Regions from separate parts of the Rattus norvegicus genome. Here all the other regions are linked to region 1. The links are chromatin contacts, called in public Hi-C maps. All regions are on one chromosome and are shown on one strand. Each heading gives the region's core, a stretch centred on a gene start, on an enhancer-like site or on the middle of the called end of the contact. The rest is flanking DNA. Distances are from core to core; before and after follow the strand shown.

Evidence for each region. Hi-C and Micro-C count contacts between places; a contact is called where the count stands out from the background.
Region 2: a Hi-C map of liver shows a contact between it and region 1, with 1.8 times the contacts expected there. The contact joins the promoter of Jun here to the enhancer-like site in region 1. A contact is called at or near these places in 6 of 12 Hi-C or Micro-C datasets (the A7r5 cell line, the Rat2 cell line, kidney and 3 more).
Region 3: a Hi-C map of Schwann cells shows a contact between it and region 1, with 2.2 times the contacts expected there. The contact joins two enhancer-like sites. A contact is called at or near these places in 4 of 12 Hi-C or Micro-C datasets (Schwann cells, kidney, mammary epithelial cells and 1 more).

The regions. Positions count from the first base shown.
Region 1 is chr5:115,439,051-115,444,110 of GRCr8, forward strand. No RefSeq gene overlaps it. Among named protein-coding and RNA genes, the nearest start is that of Fggy, 73 kb to the right of the region's middle. Within about 2 kb of position 2,236, at least 19 of the 93 cell types and tissues checked have an H3K27ac peak or open chromatin away from gene starts, as enhancers often do. A contact at or near this core is called in Schwann cells and liver, where this site is marked.
Region 2 is chr5:115,010,637-115,015,696 of GRCr8, forward strand. It overlaps Jun (Jun proto-oncogene, AP-1 transcription factor subunit), which reads right to left and starts at 2,357. Exons shown (of 1, transcript NM_021835.3): 1 at 1-2,357. The coding sequence starts at 1,499. The coding sequence ends at 495. LOC100911221 (a long non-coding RNA gene) reads left to right here and starts at 2,619. Exons shown (of 10, transcript XR_010051917.1): 1 at 2,619-3,624; 2 at 4,459-5,060.
Region 3 is chr5:115,113,945-115,119,004 of GRCr8, forward strand. No RefSeq gene overlaps it. Among named protein-coding and RNA genes, the nearest start is that of Jun, 100 kb to the left of the region's middle. Within about 2 kb of position 2,042, at least 88 of the 93 cell types and tissues checked have an H3K27ac peak or open chromatin away from gene starts, as enhancers often do. A contact at or near this core is called in Schwann cells, where this site is marked.

The DNA.
Region 1 (5,060 bases), core at 986-3,485:
GCAATTCTTGTCATGTGGCACATGGTTTTTGTTTGTTTGTTTGTTTTGTAAGAAAGGTTATTTGGGAAATGTGCTAAGATCCCAAGAGGGAGGGAATGACCTGAAATGAAATGATTGTTTGTTTTGTTTTGTGGTTTGTTTGTTTGTGTGTTTGTGTGTTTGTTTGTTTGGCTATTTGCTCTCTCCTCAAACTTCCCTACCCTACAACCAAGAATATCTTGGAGTACTTGGATATACTTGGAGTCTTCTGTCTGGTTAGCGTTTGAAGGTGGAATCCATATTACCACATCCATCTGCCTGTCCAACCACTCTTCAGGCCCATGTGCTTGAAAACTTGTTCCCAGCTGGTAACGATGTTGGGGAAAGTTGTAAAGCTCTTGGGAATGCGGTCTTGTGGCCCAGCTAACAGAAGAGGGTCACTGGGGTGGACCTTGAAGGTGATGTTCACTTGTGGTTCCAGTGCTGAGCATTGCTTCCTTAGGCAAGATGTTAAACAGCCTCTAAGCTCAGCTCTTGCCTCAAGGATGGAGCTGCCCTGGCCACCATCACTTCTCTGCCATAATGCACCTTAACCTGTACAACAGAATTAAGCAAAACCTTCCTTCTCAAATTGTTTCAGCTTGGTCTTTTGTCACAGCTATGAGGAAAGTGATAGATACAAACCCCCTTTCCTTTATGTGGGGTCAGTATTTGCAGCACAGTCTAAGTCTAAACGAGAGAGAGAGAGAGAGAGAGAGAGAGAGAGAGAGAGAGAGAGAGACCATCGACTGAGCGACTGCAGGAGGAACTCTCTACCCTGAGGGGAAACCCAGATTCTTCATAGTGTGTCACCAGGCTGTAGGAAACCACAGCCAGGCCCAACCCCCATATAAACAGTTTCCTTGAATAAACATCTCACAGTCTTTAACCTTTCATCTCCTGTGAAATGAGGCTGCTCCCCAGAGGAGGATATTCTTGAGCTGTGTTCAGTCAACACACTGTGAAGTGTCATAGAGGTATCACAGCCCCTTCCATGCAGGTGGTTCTCCGCTTCTTGCTGCCTTTGTCTGCTCATGGAAGATGTATGCCAGGCCCAAGATAACAGCGTTCATGTAGAGCAAGTGACGGGCTTTTTCTTCTGTTTTACACTTGAGGTTTCACTGGGACAAGCTTCTGGCATCTCAGAACACTGGCCGTGTTAGGACGTGACCTTGGGTAAAACCTAACTGTTCTAACACAAAGTCTAGACTCAAGTCCCTAAAATATACCTGTAGACCAAGAAGGCCTGGCTTCACACTGCTGCTCTGTGGCTGAGGAGCCCGACCTCATCTCAGCCTCAGTTCCTCTTCTATGAAACAAGATTATTGAAAGCACCTACTTAAAGTTAAGTGAAACGAGTCATATAAAGGGTTTAACACCAGGCACTATGCTTTCTTTATAGTTGTGTGTGTGTGTGTGTGTGTGTGAGTTTGTGTGTGTGTGTGAGTGTGTGTGAGTGTGTGTGTGTGTGTGAGTGTGTTTAGTGTTTCTGCACATCACACATGGGCTGGTGAACAGTCTTTAGTGTGCACCTGTATGTGGAGTTCTGAGGACAAGTGTCCTCTGTTTTTGTTTTTAAAAGAAAGAAATTGTCTTGGAACGTGCCAAGTATGCTAGTCTGACTGGCCAGGGAGCCCTGGGAATCTGCCTGGCTCCCCATCCCCAGCACTGAGATTACAAGCACTGGCTAGACAGATTTTTTTGGGGGGGAGTTCTGGAGAATCAAATGCAAATGCTCTGATGAAGGATCCATCTACATATAATAAGTATTTAATAATAGGAAGTTGCTGCGGTGTGAAGACTATCATTATCATTATTGTTGTTTTGCTAAAACTGCTTGAAAAAGCAAAGTTCTACCCTCCTGTTCTTGTGTTCTTTGTGTAACATTAAGATCAGTCTCTGCAGGATATGTTTAGAGAGAAGTCTCCCAGGAGTCACACAATATAGACAGGCAGACAGACAGACAGACAGACAGACAGACAGACAGACGCATGTGCACCCACATGCGCACGCACACACACACACACACACACACACACACACACACACACACACACACACACAAGGTGGTGGTGGTGAATCTCATCTATCTTAAACTTGCAACATGCACTCCTTCCTGCCCTTGATGTCCTTCCTTGAGAGTCAGCTTACCCTGTCTGGCCCAGGTCTAAGCTGCAGCTGCTGCTCTCTGGGTTTATACTGGTCAGGCAGCCAGGAGGGAGAGGAAACCAGAATAAACATGTTTTGCAAGAGCAAAGCTAGTCCAAGTGAAGGCAATTCTAAATAAGGACAATGCAGTCTTTCAGAGCCAGCGCCTTGGCCTGTAGGCAGCTTCCTCCATGGGCGGGCTTGCCATGTTTTCCAATAAGACTGATAAGCTGAGAGTGCCTGAGCTAGGCTGGCCAGAAGTGCATAACAGGCCCATGTCCAGCATAAAAGCTCACAATAGGCCAGAGTGTGGTGGTTCCAGAGGAGTGAATCCAGCCACGTCTACAGTTCCAGCAACTATGACCAAGGGCATCAGATGATTGGCCTATTCATAAGAGAAAAGAAGGAATAAACATTAGTGGCTTCCCCTAAGAACCAACAGTAATATAGAAAGTTGATCAACAATAAAGTGATCTGCAAAGTTCTCCTCAGAACTGGGCTTTGGTCTCAGCTCCTTCACCACTGACTGTGTGGACCTGGGCAAGCCAACTTACTTTTCTGAAGCACAGTTTCCTAATTGTCATGTTTCCTAGAGGTCCTAGATTCTAATGACGCTGTGGTACAGAGGCTGGTCTGCAGTCTTCTGTGGCTGCCATAAGTAGTGTCCATAGCTTAGTGGTTTAATACAAAAGAATTGCCTTTACTCACAGCACGCACCATCGATTGTACCTGTGAAGAGTCTCCCCAGAGGTTATAGAAGAGAATAGGAGAACCCATTCTTTGGCTGTTGCATGCCTCATAGCCGTGGTGTATCACTCCAAACTCTGCCTCACTACCTGGTAAGCCAGTCTCCATGTGCTCTCCTCTCAGAGCATAAGTGAGGTAATCCAGAATAATCTCTTCACCGAGAGTCTTTATTATGTCTACAAAGTCCCTTGCTTTGTAAAGGTAACATTTACAGACTCCAAAGATTAGAACCCAGTGTCTTGGTATTCGACACCTCAGCCTACTGCAAACCTCTCTTTGAATATTAAAAATGTGGAGAATTTTAGAAGGATCTCATCATTTAAAAATACCTTGTGATTTTAATTAGCAGCCGTTGAGACATACCACATATAACATTGGAGTTCTTCATGTTTTCCTGTTTTGTGTGGGAACTCCAACTTAGTATATTTGTTTTCTACCACAAGTGAGCTAGCAGAAGAACTCAGCTTTATAAACACAGGAATGGGTACATGGAAGTATTTTGATTTCATTTTGAGGCTCAAAAAGTGGCCATGTATATATATCACGTGACACTTTACAAACCCCGGGGCACTGAGCGAGTTACTCAGCCTGTCTGACAGGATTCAGTGTTCTCACAGATAAAGTGAAAATAGTGACATGAGCTAGTACTTAACAAGCTTGAAGGACTAAACGGTCTATGTAAAGGAACAAATACAATTCTTAGCAAGTGATAGAGAGTAATGGTTGTTAACTTTAAATGATTTTCAAATGTTTAATATATTGTCTGTATATATCAAGAATCAGACTGACTTAAGGGAAGGAGGGAGCAATGACACAAGCTACTGAGAGCTTTATGAGTCCAAGTCAGTGTGTTTAACGCCTCTAAGCCATAGCTGTGCCTTCATGATCAGATGGAGTTGGAATAACAGTGGTAACTGTCATAATAATATGTTCATTAGAGACACCAAAATCTGGGTGCTAAAGACAAGCAAGCAGAGGCCTCTGAACTTGTCATGAGATAGAGAAGAAAGATCTAGAGTGAAAAGGGATGCTCTAGCCAGCGTTTAGACTCTCGATTTTGAAGGAGTGGCTTCTAAGGATTGTCTGCTGTTCTAACAATTGCTACATGCACTTGAAGATGGACCATAAAGAGGCTGAGGAGGTGGCTCAGTGGTTATGAGTATTTCATTCTCTTCCAGGAGGACCTTAGAGATCTGCTTCCAGCACCTGCTCCTGCAACTCACAACTACCTGCCACTCCAGAGCCAAATGATCCAATATTTTTCCTGGCCTCTACAGACACCTAGCATGAGCGAGAGCGCGCACACACACACACACACACACACACACACACACACACATACACACACACATACACACACATACACACACATACACACACATACACATACACACACATACACACACACATACACACACATACACACACACATACACACACATACACACACACTCACACACACACTCACACACACACTCACACACACATACACATACACACACATACACACACACTCACACACACTCACACACACACTCACACACACATACACATACACACACACATACACACACATACACACACATACACACACACATACACACACATACACACACATACACACACATACACACACACTCACACACACACTCACACACACACACACCTTTAAAAAGACGGACTAGGAAAAATGTGCAGTTTTTGAAATGCAAGGAGGCCAGGCAGGAAGAGAAAGGAGCATTTGTAGCCTAAGGACAAAGGAAGGCAAGGAGATCGGACAAGGCTCCAAGGAAACTGAGTCTGCATTTCAGTAGGACCCATGTTTCCTGTAACTACGCATTGAAGAATCTCCCTATGAGACTTCAAGAGATTATCTGGCTTAGACCTTGGTCTTCAGGGACCTGGCATTCCCAAGTCATAGGTAAGATTGTGGGGACCCAAAGAAAGCACAAGAAATCATGGCATAAAGAAAGTGACAGCATTTGAATCCTTCTGCTCTTCAAACTCTCAACTTTTAGACAAGCTGTAGGAGTAGTAATTGCGTGAGACTTTGTTTTCGTTAAAAGCGTGATCAGCTAAGAGTGACAGAGACCCAATGGGCTAAACAAATAAAAATAACTTTTATGTAGTATAAAAGTCTAGAGACA
Region 2 (5,060 bases), core at 1,107-3,606, 430 kb before region 1:
TACATAGTTGAGAGAGGCAGGCCAGGGGAGTTCATCCGCAATCTAGCCTGGTACTCACAAGCCTCCCTCCCCTTCCCAGCCCTCCCTGCTTTGTGTTCTTACGGAGCACTACAGAAGCAATCTACAGTCTCTATTGCAGTTTGTAAGCCCCCACCCACCCCCCTTAATACTGAATGAGATCGAATGTTAGGTCCATGCAGTTCTTGGTCAATGTTAACGAAAAGTCCATCGTTCTGGTCGCGCGGGCACAGCCCGTTCGCAAAGCGTGGCGGCCAACAGGCCGCTGCTCTCTGGCTCCTCGCCAAAGCCAGGCGCGCCACGTCCTTCCCACTCCAGCACACTGGGGGCGCCGTCAGGTCGCAACCCAGTCCATCTTGTGTACCCTTGGCTTCAGTACTCGGACACTTTTTTTTCTCTGTCGCAACCAGTCAAGTTCTCAAGTTTATCTCTGTTATTTTTTTCTTCCACTGCCCCTCAGCCCTGACAGTCTGTCCTCAAAACGTTTGCAACTGCTGCGTTAGCATGAGTTGGCACCCACTGTTAACGTGGTTCATGACTTTCTGTTTAAGCTGTGCCACCTGTTCCCTGAGCATGTTGGCCGTGGACGCCAGCTCGGAGTTTTGCGCTTTCAAGGTTTTCACTTTTTCCTCTAGCCGGGCGATCCGCTCCAGCTTCCTTTTCCGGCACTTGGAGGCAGCGATGCGGTTCCTCATGCGCTTCCTCTCCGCCTTGATCCGCTCCTGAGACTCCATGTCGATGGGGGACAAGGGCGGCGTCTCTCCCGGCATCTCCGGCACCGTCTGCGGCTCTTCCTTCAGCGCCTGCAGCCGCGGGTGCTGCACCGGGATCTGTTGGGGCAAGTGGTGCGGCGGCTGAGGCGGCTGCTGCTGCTGCTGGGGCTGCGATGGAAAGGCCAGCCCGGTCGCGCCATAGGAGGGCGCCCCACCGCCGCTGCTCAGCGCACCCGGGTTGAAGTTGCTGAGGTTGGCGTAGACCGGAGGCTCACTGTGCAGGCTGGCGCTGTAGCCGCCGCCGCCGCCAGCGCCAGCTACTGAGGCCACAGCGGGAGCGACCATGCCCGCCCCACTGACAGGTTGTGCCGCGGAGGTGACACTGGGCAGCGTATTCTGGCTATGCAGTTCAGCTAGGGCGCGCACGAAGCCTTCGGCGAAGCCCTCCTGCTCGTCGGTCACGTTCTTGGGGCACAAGAACTGAGTGGGGGTCGGTGTAGTGGTGATGTGCCCATTGCTGGACTGGATGATCAGGCGCTCCAGCTCCGGCGACGCCAGCTTGAGCAGCCCGACGTCGGGCGACGTGAGAAGGTCCGAGTTCTTGGCTCGGAGGTGCGGCTTCAGATTGCCCACCGGGTCGGCCAGGTTCAAGGTCATGCTCTGCTTCAGAATCTTAGGGTTACTGTAGCCGTAGGCGCCACTCTCGGACTGGAGGAACGAGGCGTTGAGGGCATCGTCGTAGAAGGTCGTTTCCATCTTTGCAGTCATAGAACAGTCGGTCACTTCACGCGGGGTTAGCCTGGGCTGTGCGCAGAAGTTTCGGGGCCGCAACAGCGCGCCGGGAAGCGGGGGATACCCGCGCGTCCCCGCTTCAGTAACAAAGTTTGTTTAGGAGCGTGCGCTCCAGACCGCAGTGCTCCCCCCTGCGCCCTCCTCCCCAGTTCGCTCCAGGGAGCGCAGGGTTAAGACACCGCTTGCACTCACGTTGGTTGGCTCCCGCGCGATCCGGAGCTTTGAAAAGTCGCGGTCACTCACGGAGCGCTCTCGGGAAGCAGCGGTTCCTCGGAGCCCGCGGACCAGCCCCAGCGACAGAGGTTCTCCGGCGGCGCAGACCAGTCGTCACGGAATTCTTGGTGGAAGCCCGCGATCGGGCTCTGCCGCCCGGCCTCCGACAACTGTCCCCTCCTCCGCTGTGAGGGGGAGGGGGACGCTAGGCAGCCGCGGCTAGCACTCGCCCAACTTCAGCCGCCTGTGCGAGCTGGTATGAGTATAGGTTCCTCTTCTCCCTTTTCTTTACGGTCTCGGTGGCAGCCTTAGGCGCAGAAGAGGTTTTGCAAAAGTTCGCTCCGGGCCACTTGTTCCCGGTCCTCTGGGTCAGGAAAGTTGCTGGCCGGTAGCCGCTCGCCTATTTCCTCGCGCGGTCCGGAGCCGTTCTCGATGCTGTCAGCAGTGCCGGGACTTGTGAGCTTCTTCTCCGGGAAAAGCGGGAGAAGGGACTCTCCAAGTGCTCCCCAAAACACCGGTGCAGGAGCTGCGGGCGCTGGATCCAGGCAGTTGGTCAGAAAATGAAGACAAACAGATGAACAGCCCGGAGTCCGCGGACGACCAGGTTAGCCGAGTCCGTCCGTCTGTCTGTCTGCCTGAGCGCTCTCCAGCTAGGCAGTCTCTGCCACACTCAGTGCAACTCTGAGTCCTTATCCAGCCTGAGCTCAACACTTATCTGCTACCAGTCAATCCCTAAAAATAGCCCATGATGTCACCCCAAGGCCTTCCCATTGGCTTGCGTCGCTCTCAAGGGGGCGGGCCCACCCGTCGCCATGGAGACCTCACCCTAGAAGATTCTTCTCTGGGCCCGCGAAGGCTCACGGGATGAGGTAATGCTCCGCTGCGCTCCTACAGTTGGGCCCTTCTTTCTCCACCTCCCTCCCCCTCCCGCGCGTTGCTCCGGCTTGTGTTCCCGGGTTCCCTCCCCGGCGCGTCTTTCCCGGCCCGCCCGGTGCATTGTGGGCTGACGTCTTGGTTTGGCTGTCTAGTGACGGAGGCTGCCGGGTCCGCTGGACCCTTGCGGAGTCTGTCGGAGGCGGGCTCAAGTTCAGGGCTGGGGACCCAGACCGAGACGCGGGGATCCAGAAAGCTGGGGAGACGCGCTGGTGGCCTGGGGCGGAGGGCTTGGGTGGGAGTAGAGGTTACACACACACACACACACACACACACACACACACACACACACACACACACACACACGAACACACGAACACACCCGTGAAAGGGCTGAATGATCTGGGCGATTGAAGCTGGCTCCGCACCCCCGCACTTCCGGGAGACAGAGCGACGCGGGTTAATATGGTTGTGTTCGCCCCGGGTGCGGGAGCGGCAAGTGGGTTGAAGTTGAGCGGGTTTGAGAGTGGCCCTCCCACGCCGAGTGCGCATGGAAGTTTAGTTTCGGAGAAGGATCTGCGCCGCAGTGTGCTGTGCTGGAAACCAGAGATTTGCTGTGCTCGGAATGAATTCACCAGGGTCCCCGGCACAACACTTCATTTTCTGGGGACGTGCCGGGAGGGGTTCGCTTTACCTCGGAGGGACCCCCTTCTAGGTGTGAAAGATGCCACCCCGGCTCCTTGGGGTATGGAAAGCAACATATAAAGGTTCGAAACTCAGGAAACCCCAGCGCTCGCCTGCACTAGCACATACACACAGCCCCGCGCACACTCAGTTCGCGCCCGCCCTTCCTCCCTCCCTGATTTGCTTCTGGGAAAACAAGCCTTGAGAGCTGCGGACTCGCCCCGAGTCACGGTGCTTAAGCAGGAGTCCCTGGTAGAAAGACTGAAAAATCCCCTCCCCGCTCGATGGTGGATTCATATCCTGTGCGGCCTCTAGGAAGCGCTAGACACATGTAAGTTGTTTCTTTTCTAAGGTTCTGCTATCCGCCCTCCACCCTCTACCCCTTAAGACTGACTAAAGAGGTGGCGAGCTTGGTTCTCCCAGGGCAAAAGTGCAAATCTCAGAACTTTCTGAACTTTATTGGTCTCATCTAGAAGTAGAGTGGATGAGGTCCATCCACTACATCGGGCTGCTAGGCATTAGTCTTGACTCTGAGACTAGAAGGTGGTCAATTGGTGCCCCTTTCCCTACCAGCTTCGGAGTTACCCCAGGCCTTCGGTGGGGTGGGGTGAGGGTGGGACGATTTGGAGGATACTGGGTTGTGATTTGGCAGGAGCCAGTGTATTTTCCTAAGCGAGGTAGGAAAGGACCGGGAACCAGCTGTTCCCTAAGCCGCCCTTCAGCCTAGGACTTGAGGTTTAAAGTTGGACTTTAAGTTCCTAGGTTCTAATTTGGACTTTGCTGCCTCAGAACTCAGCTCAGGGTTTGTACCCTTGTGCCTTAAGATATTTTGCCTTTTGAGTATTCAGAACCCAATAGCAGCTGGTATCGGTGGGAAACCTGCCAGCTCTTTTTCACTCCCGGCTGCAGAGGGTAACTGGCTGCTGCCAGCCAAGCGCTGACCTTGGTGGGGGCAGGGTAGAGCAGGGTTTCTGTGAAGTCGAGATACATTTACTTCCCCCTAAGGGAGACCGAGTTACTCTGTGCGCGGCCCTCATCCTTTTTTGCCAAGGAGCTCATATTCTACATGATTTATGATAACAGTAATAAAAGTAAGTTTTGTCTATTAAACACTAATCTGCTAGTTAGTCCAAGCAGTTTTAAGTATGCTGTTTTCTTCCCACAGCTATCTTGGGAGGCATACATTTTTACCTAGACTTTTCGTGGAAGGAAATGGTCCCAGAAAGTTCATGCGTCTTGCTTGGGGTATACAGACAGCTGGAAAGTGAGCTCAGGTCTGTGTTACATTCCTTTGTATTTTCTGGCTCTGGCAAACTTTCCCTTAAAGTCATAGTTATTTGTTTGGAGAGTGGTACTGATGGCATAGAAGTTGTTCCCTTGTTCCTGTATTTAGAAACTCCCAGACCTAGGACCTTGTGTAATTATGTATCTTTTGCCCAAGGGGGTTCTGTGCATCTTCTGCCTCCTGTGGTTTTAAGAGGCTGATTTTCCACTTAGGTTAAGAAATAGCAGTTTCATCAAGGCAAAACAGATCCCTGCTCTTGTTAATGCTGTGCTGCTTGGAAGCCATCATCAACTTCCTCTTTGCCTGGGAGAAGGGTTTTTTCACAGTCCAGCTTCTGCTCTTTTTAGCCATATCTTGCTGAAAGCTCGGTTGGTAAGGGTTGGGCCATGCTACCCTAAAGAACCGAGCATCAGAGGCTGAAGTCAATCAATGATTGTTTTTTGATTCCTCCAATTACTTGTGGTTGCTTTCAGTGCCCCTCC
Region 3 (5,060 bases), core at 792-3,291, 330 kb before region 1:
TCTCCATTTTAGCAAGGTGAGGAACTGGCCAGAGATCATCCTGTTAACAGGGGGTAGAGCTGGGACTAGAGCCCAAGTACGACTCTGGAGAGTGTTGGCCTGTATGCTGTCATGTATATATTTCCCCTAGACTTCTGACCCCCAAATATATAGTGCTTTTATTCCAAGATTCAGATGGCAAACCAGAGACTAAAAAATGTGACAAATGACACATAAACTAAACACAGACTCTGGCCTCAAATTGTACAATCCTGGGAGGATTTCTTCTCCTATCACCCATCCATCATCATCAATCCACCCATCCATTCACCCGTCCACCCATTAACTCAAGATGGTGTCAAGTGCTCACTCTGTTCTGGGGACTGCCTGGTTTCTTAGAGATGAAGTAAACTGTATACAGTCCCTATTCTTTAAGAACTTGTAGTCAAATAAAGAAGGAAAACACTTAAACAACATTAAAAAAAAACCTTATTGCAGCATGAAGAGTCCTCTAAGGTACCATGAAAGAGTTGGGAACATAGAAGACAAAGCATCCAATTACCTTGCCAATAAAGCAAGGAAGGTTCCAGAGAGGAGGTGACATTGGACTATAAATACATGCTATCCAAGCAGAGAAAGGGGGAGAAGGGTTTCTCTAGGCAGAGAGCACCACAGCATTGCTGCACACACCGAATGCCTGCCACCTGCTTTAAGCACTGTCTCTAATGCCTAGAATTCTGTGAACTAGGCATTACCCGGAACACTTTACGGAACAGGAATGTAGGGACACAGAGGTCAAGTACTTGGCCCATGGTTAGAGGACTGCTGAGAAAGGCCTTGAAGTCAACTCTTGTCACCTGGCTTCAAAGCCCATCCTCTTAGCCACTCACCAAGGACTGAATTGAAGACATCTGTTAGGAGTTTCTTATGAGGAGGGACACATAAACAGGAGTCAAGCCACAGGGTCTCTCTGTAGGCTTTCATGATGCGGCAGGAACTTGGACTTGCTGGATCCATCAAAGAATTAATACTGTGGTGTGTGTGTGTGTGTGTGTGTGTGTGCACTCATATATAGAGCCAAGATTTTCTCTCTCTCCTTAAGAGGCCACAGTGGAGAAAGGCAGGCCACCTTTATATACTTTAGACTGAAAACATCTGTCCACTGTAGAAACATCGTATCTTTTGTTAGTTGGATGTCAATATCTAAGTTGTTCGCTTTCTGTGTCCAACAGTCTGGGTACTCCATGAGGACATACATAGCTTTTGTCCATCCTCCCAACCCCCACCCCCACCCCCACCCCCACCCCCACCCCCACCCCCACCCCGGAGCATCCAGCACAGCACCAGGCCACAACTGGTACTTAGACATTCCCAGTGAATATTTACTGAAAACGTGTTGAGTGACTTCTGGGTTTTGATTAATTATTTAGGAAGCGAATTGTGGGTTTATTTACTTTGGTAAGTAGCTCGAATCGTGAAGTAAGAGGACATGGCTGAAGGAACTCTGAAGGTGAAAGGGACCTTTGTCTTAAATCGGTGGTTTACAAAGTACTTTCCTAAATTTGCCTTCTGGATTGTAATCCAGCTACTGCTTTCTGAGGTCATCTCATCAGTTGGGAGACAGCAAATTTGTGTCCCTATCCATTCTCAGCCTTTACCCTCTCACATCTCCTGATCTCCTTCAGTCTGTACCTAAACATTCTGAAGGAAGAAAATTCATAAACTCACAGGGCACACTGTTCCCCTATCGGATGGGCAAGGACAGTAACACTGTCACCATGTTCTGAGCTCTTCTCGGGTCCTAGGCTCGATCCACGTCACCAAATATAAAGACCAGACATTAGTTTCTTCCTGCTCTTCCAGCGCTAAGACCCACGTCCTACTCGCCTGCCCTCCACTGCTAGCCCTCACGGCCGCCACCGCCAGCCCCGCCCGCGCTTCCGCACCCCAGCCTCCCGCACCAGACGCCGGCCGCTCCTGCGCTCCCACGCCCGCGCACTGCGCTCTCCGGGCCCCGCGCTCCCACACCCGGCGCTGAGGAGGCGGGCGCCCTGGGCGAGGGCAGGGCGGCCACGTCAGCGGCGCCGGCTCGCTCCGCCCGCCGCGGGCCTCCCCATAGAAGGTAAAGCCTGGGCAGCGCCCGCGGGCGTCCTCAGGCTGGCAGCCCCGGCTGCCGGTTTCAGTTTCTGAAGAGCTAGGCCTTGAGCAAACACTGGCTGGCAGGAGGAGGGTGCTGGACGCCTTCCCAACAGATAATGTGATTCCCTGCCGCTGGGAGCCACCCACGGTGGGAAGGGGCAGCGCAGGGACCTGGCTCCTCCGCAGAACAGCAGTAGTCCTGGGGTGGGGGTAGGGGGTGGCGGGGAGGAAAGGGCTGGGGGCATCTGCGCTCGGACCCCCTCTTCTTCATCTGTAAGGTTGCTTCTTCCTCGGTGGACACTTAAAATGTTTGCTTTCTTTCTGAAAAAGAAATGAGAGAGAAAGCCAAAACCAACATGAACTCCAAAGGCAGGGCATTTCCCACTTTGGCCTTTTGGTGGATGCACAATTTTTTTTTTTTTTTTTTTTCTGAAAGGCCAGACCTATCCCAGCGGGTGACCTGCGCACATTTCCTAACTTCCCGGTCTCATTATCCTCACCCATAAAATGGGAGTAATGATACCTATCTTTTAGATACGTGCTGAGGGTTAGATTAGATAATAGATTATACATATTAAGCACTTAGTGCCTTCAATCAGCAGCAATTAACATTATTATTAATTATATTGTTATGGCGTATGACTAATCATGAGATAGATTCTTAGTGCTCCTGGGAGCATAAGTAAAAATATGCTCATTTAAAAACTTTTATTGAGGGAAGTAGTTTTATGAGGTGAATAACGAATAGCACCGAGTCAGGACATATTCCTGCATCTCATTTAGTATTTAGAGAAACTTGTAAAGCAGGCATTATGCACTCTGTACCGGTGAGGACCCTGCAGCTTCCAGAAGTAACTGGCTCACCTCATACCTTGGGTCAACATCTCATTTCTCTCTCTTTGAGGCTTGGTCTTGTATAGCCTAGACTAGTTTCTAACTCCCCAAGTAGCTTGAACTCCTAAAAAAAAACAGTCTCTCTCTCTCTCTCTCTCTCTCTCTCTCTCTCTCTCTCTCTCTCTGTGTGTGTGTGTCACACACACACGCGCATAAATGAGCAAGCATGGTCTACATGTGTGTGGGTGCCTAAGGAGTTCTAAAGATATGAACTGGAATTAAAGGCTGTTATGTGTAGCCTTGTGCTAGTTGCTGGGAGGAGAACACAAGTCCTCTGGGAGATCAGCAAGAACTCGAATCTGCTGAGTCATCCCTCCAACTCCCAGACCTGAACTCATGATCCTCCTGCCTCTTTATCCTAAGTGTTACATACCCAGATCTCTCTCTCCTCAGCTGACCACATCCCACCCCAGCAGCCTCACACCTGTCTGCCTCAGACCTCCTTTCCTTTTCGTAGTCTCTCTTCCTTCCCTTGCTCCATGCTCATCAACCTGGAGAAAACCGAGTCAAGTCTGGATGCCAGAAGAAGGCCACTGTCTGCTCCGGGAGACTTTCTGATCCATCCCCATGACCTCCACCCTTCTACTGCCTGAAGCCCAGGCTGTACATCTCTGTCTGTATTGTGCCTCCCCTAAGTAGCCCTCCACAGCTGAGCCTGTGCCTTCCTCAGCCTTAGGATCACAACCACCCAGGTTTAGATCCGAGCTTTACTTATTGGAAGACTGGGATTCCTGATTTTACCTCTCTGCCCTTTATCTCCCTAATGCAGAAGGTGGATTTCAGCAACACTGTCAGCTTGTAGAGTTGCGATCAGTGCAGGGTAGATGGGCAGTCCGTGCTCTGAACTTACCACTGTCAGAGGCTCAGTGAATGAGGACAGGCTGAGATCTTGGGTGTTACTTGGGGACAGAAAGAGAGGAACAGTGCCAATGGTAGAATTAAAAGCATGGCTAGGCCTCGGAGGGGATGGCTCCAACCCAGGTCTGCCTGAATCTTCATGTGTGGTCTTGGCCTTGTCTCTTCACCTTTTAGGATTCATCTTCCCGACTGGAGCAGTCAGTCATTTGTCTGTGGGACTTGTATTGTCCTAAATTCCCAGTTGAGGGTCACATACAGAAGGAAGAGGAAGCACAAAACTCAGCCGTTGGCTCTCCTTAGCTTTCAATAACTATGGTAGTTTACAGTGGCTGCTGAACAGATCGTCATATGTGGCACCCGGCCAAGCATCGTCATTGCCCTGTTCCCCCTGAGAGAAGGGGCTTCTGTGACTCCTATTCTACACCCAAGGGAATAGGATCTGAAGCCAACGAGCCTGCAACTCATTTGTCAGATACAACTGCTCAACCAACTGCAAGAATCCTTTTGAGCACAGAGATATCTGAGAACACAGAGACTCTTATCGCTCGAGCCTGTCAGGTATTAATATTCTGAATAGCCTGAAAGGCCAAGCTGCCATTTTTGCATTAGTTTCTTGTCTTCAACTTGGGCCCCAGGCAGCTGTGGTCAGGATGAGAGCTCATGGAAGAAGACAAGACAATAATATACTCTTCAACAGGGAGAACAAGTCTTCTTGATAGGTTGCTCAGAATACAGAAGCTTGTATCTTCTCTCCAATGAGCCTGGACCAGCTGTGGTGTGTTAAAGGTTTCCAGTACAACTTTGACTGGGATGGGGTTGGACTTCAAGCTTTAGAAGTGTGTCCACTGAGAAACAATTCTTTGATGGCGGCATTTGGGGTACGGTAGGGAACAGACAGCATTCACAAGAAGAAATAGCACATCAAGACCACAAAACTAAGTGGAGAAATTGTTTTCATGGCCGCTGTCTTTACCTGGTCTTAATTAGTTTTTTTTTTCCACACCGCACCCCATCCCTCGGCCTCAAAGAATCAAATAATCAAATATCCCCTTGAACAGAAAGCACCACAGGCTCACTGTTGCCAACCGGGTGAGTCCGAACTCGTTGAAAATGACACTCATGAGCCCTCCAGGCTCTGGTCCCAGCTCTCCATTTTATCTGTGTCTTCTCCATATTGTCAACTTACTTTA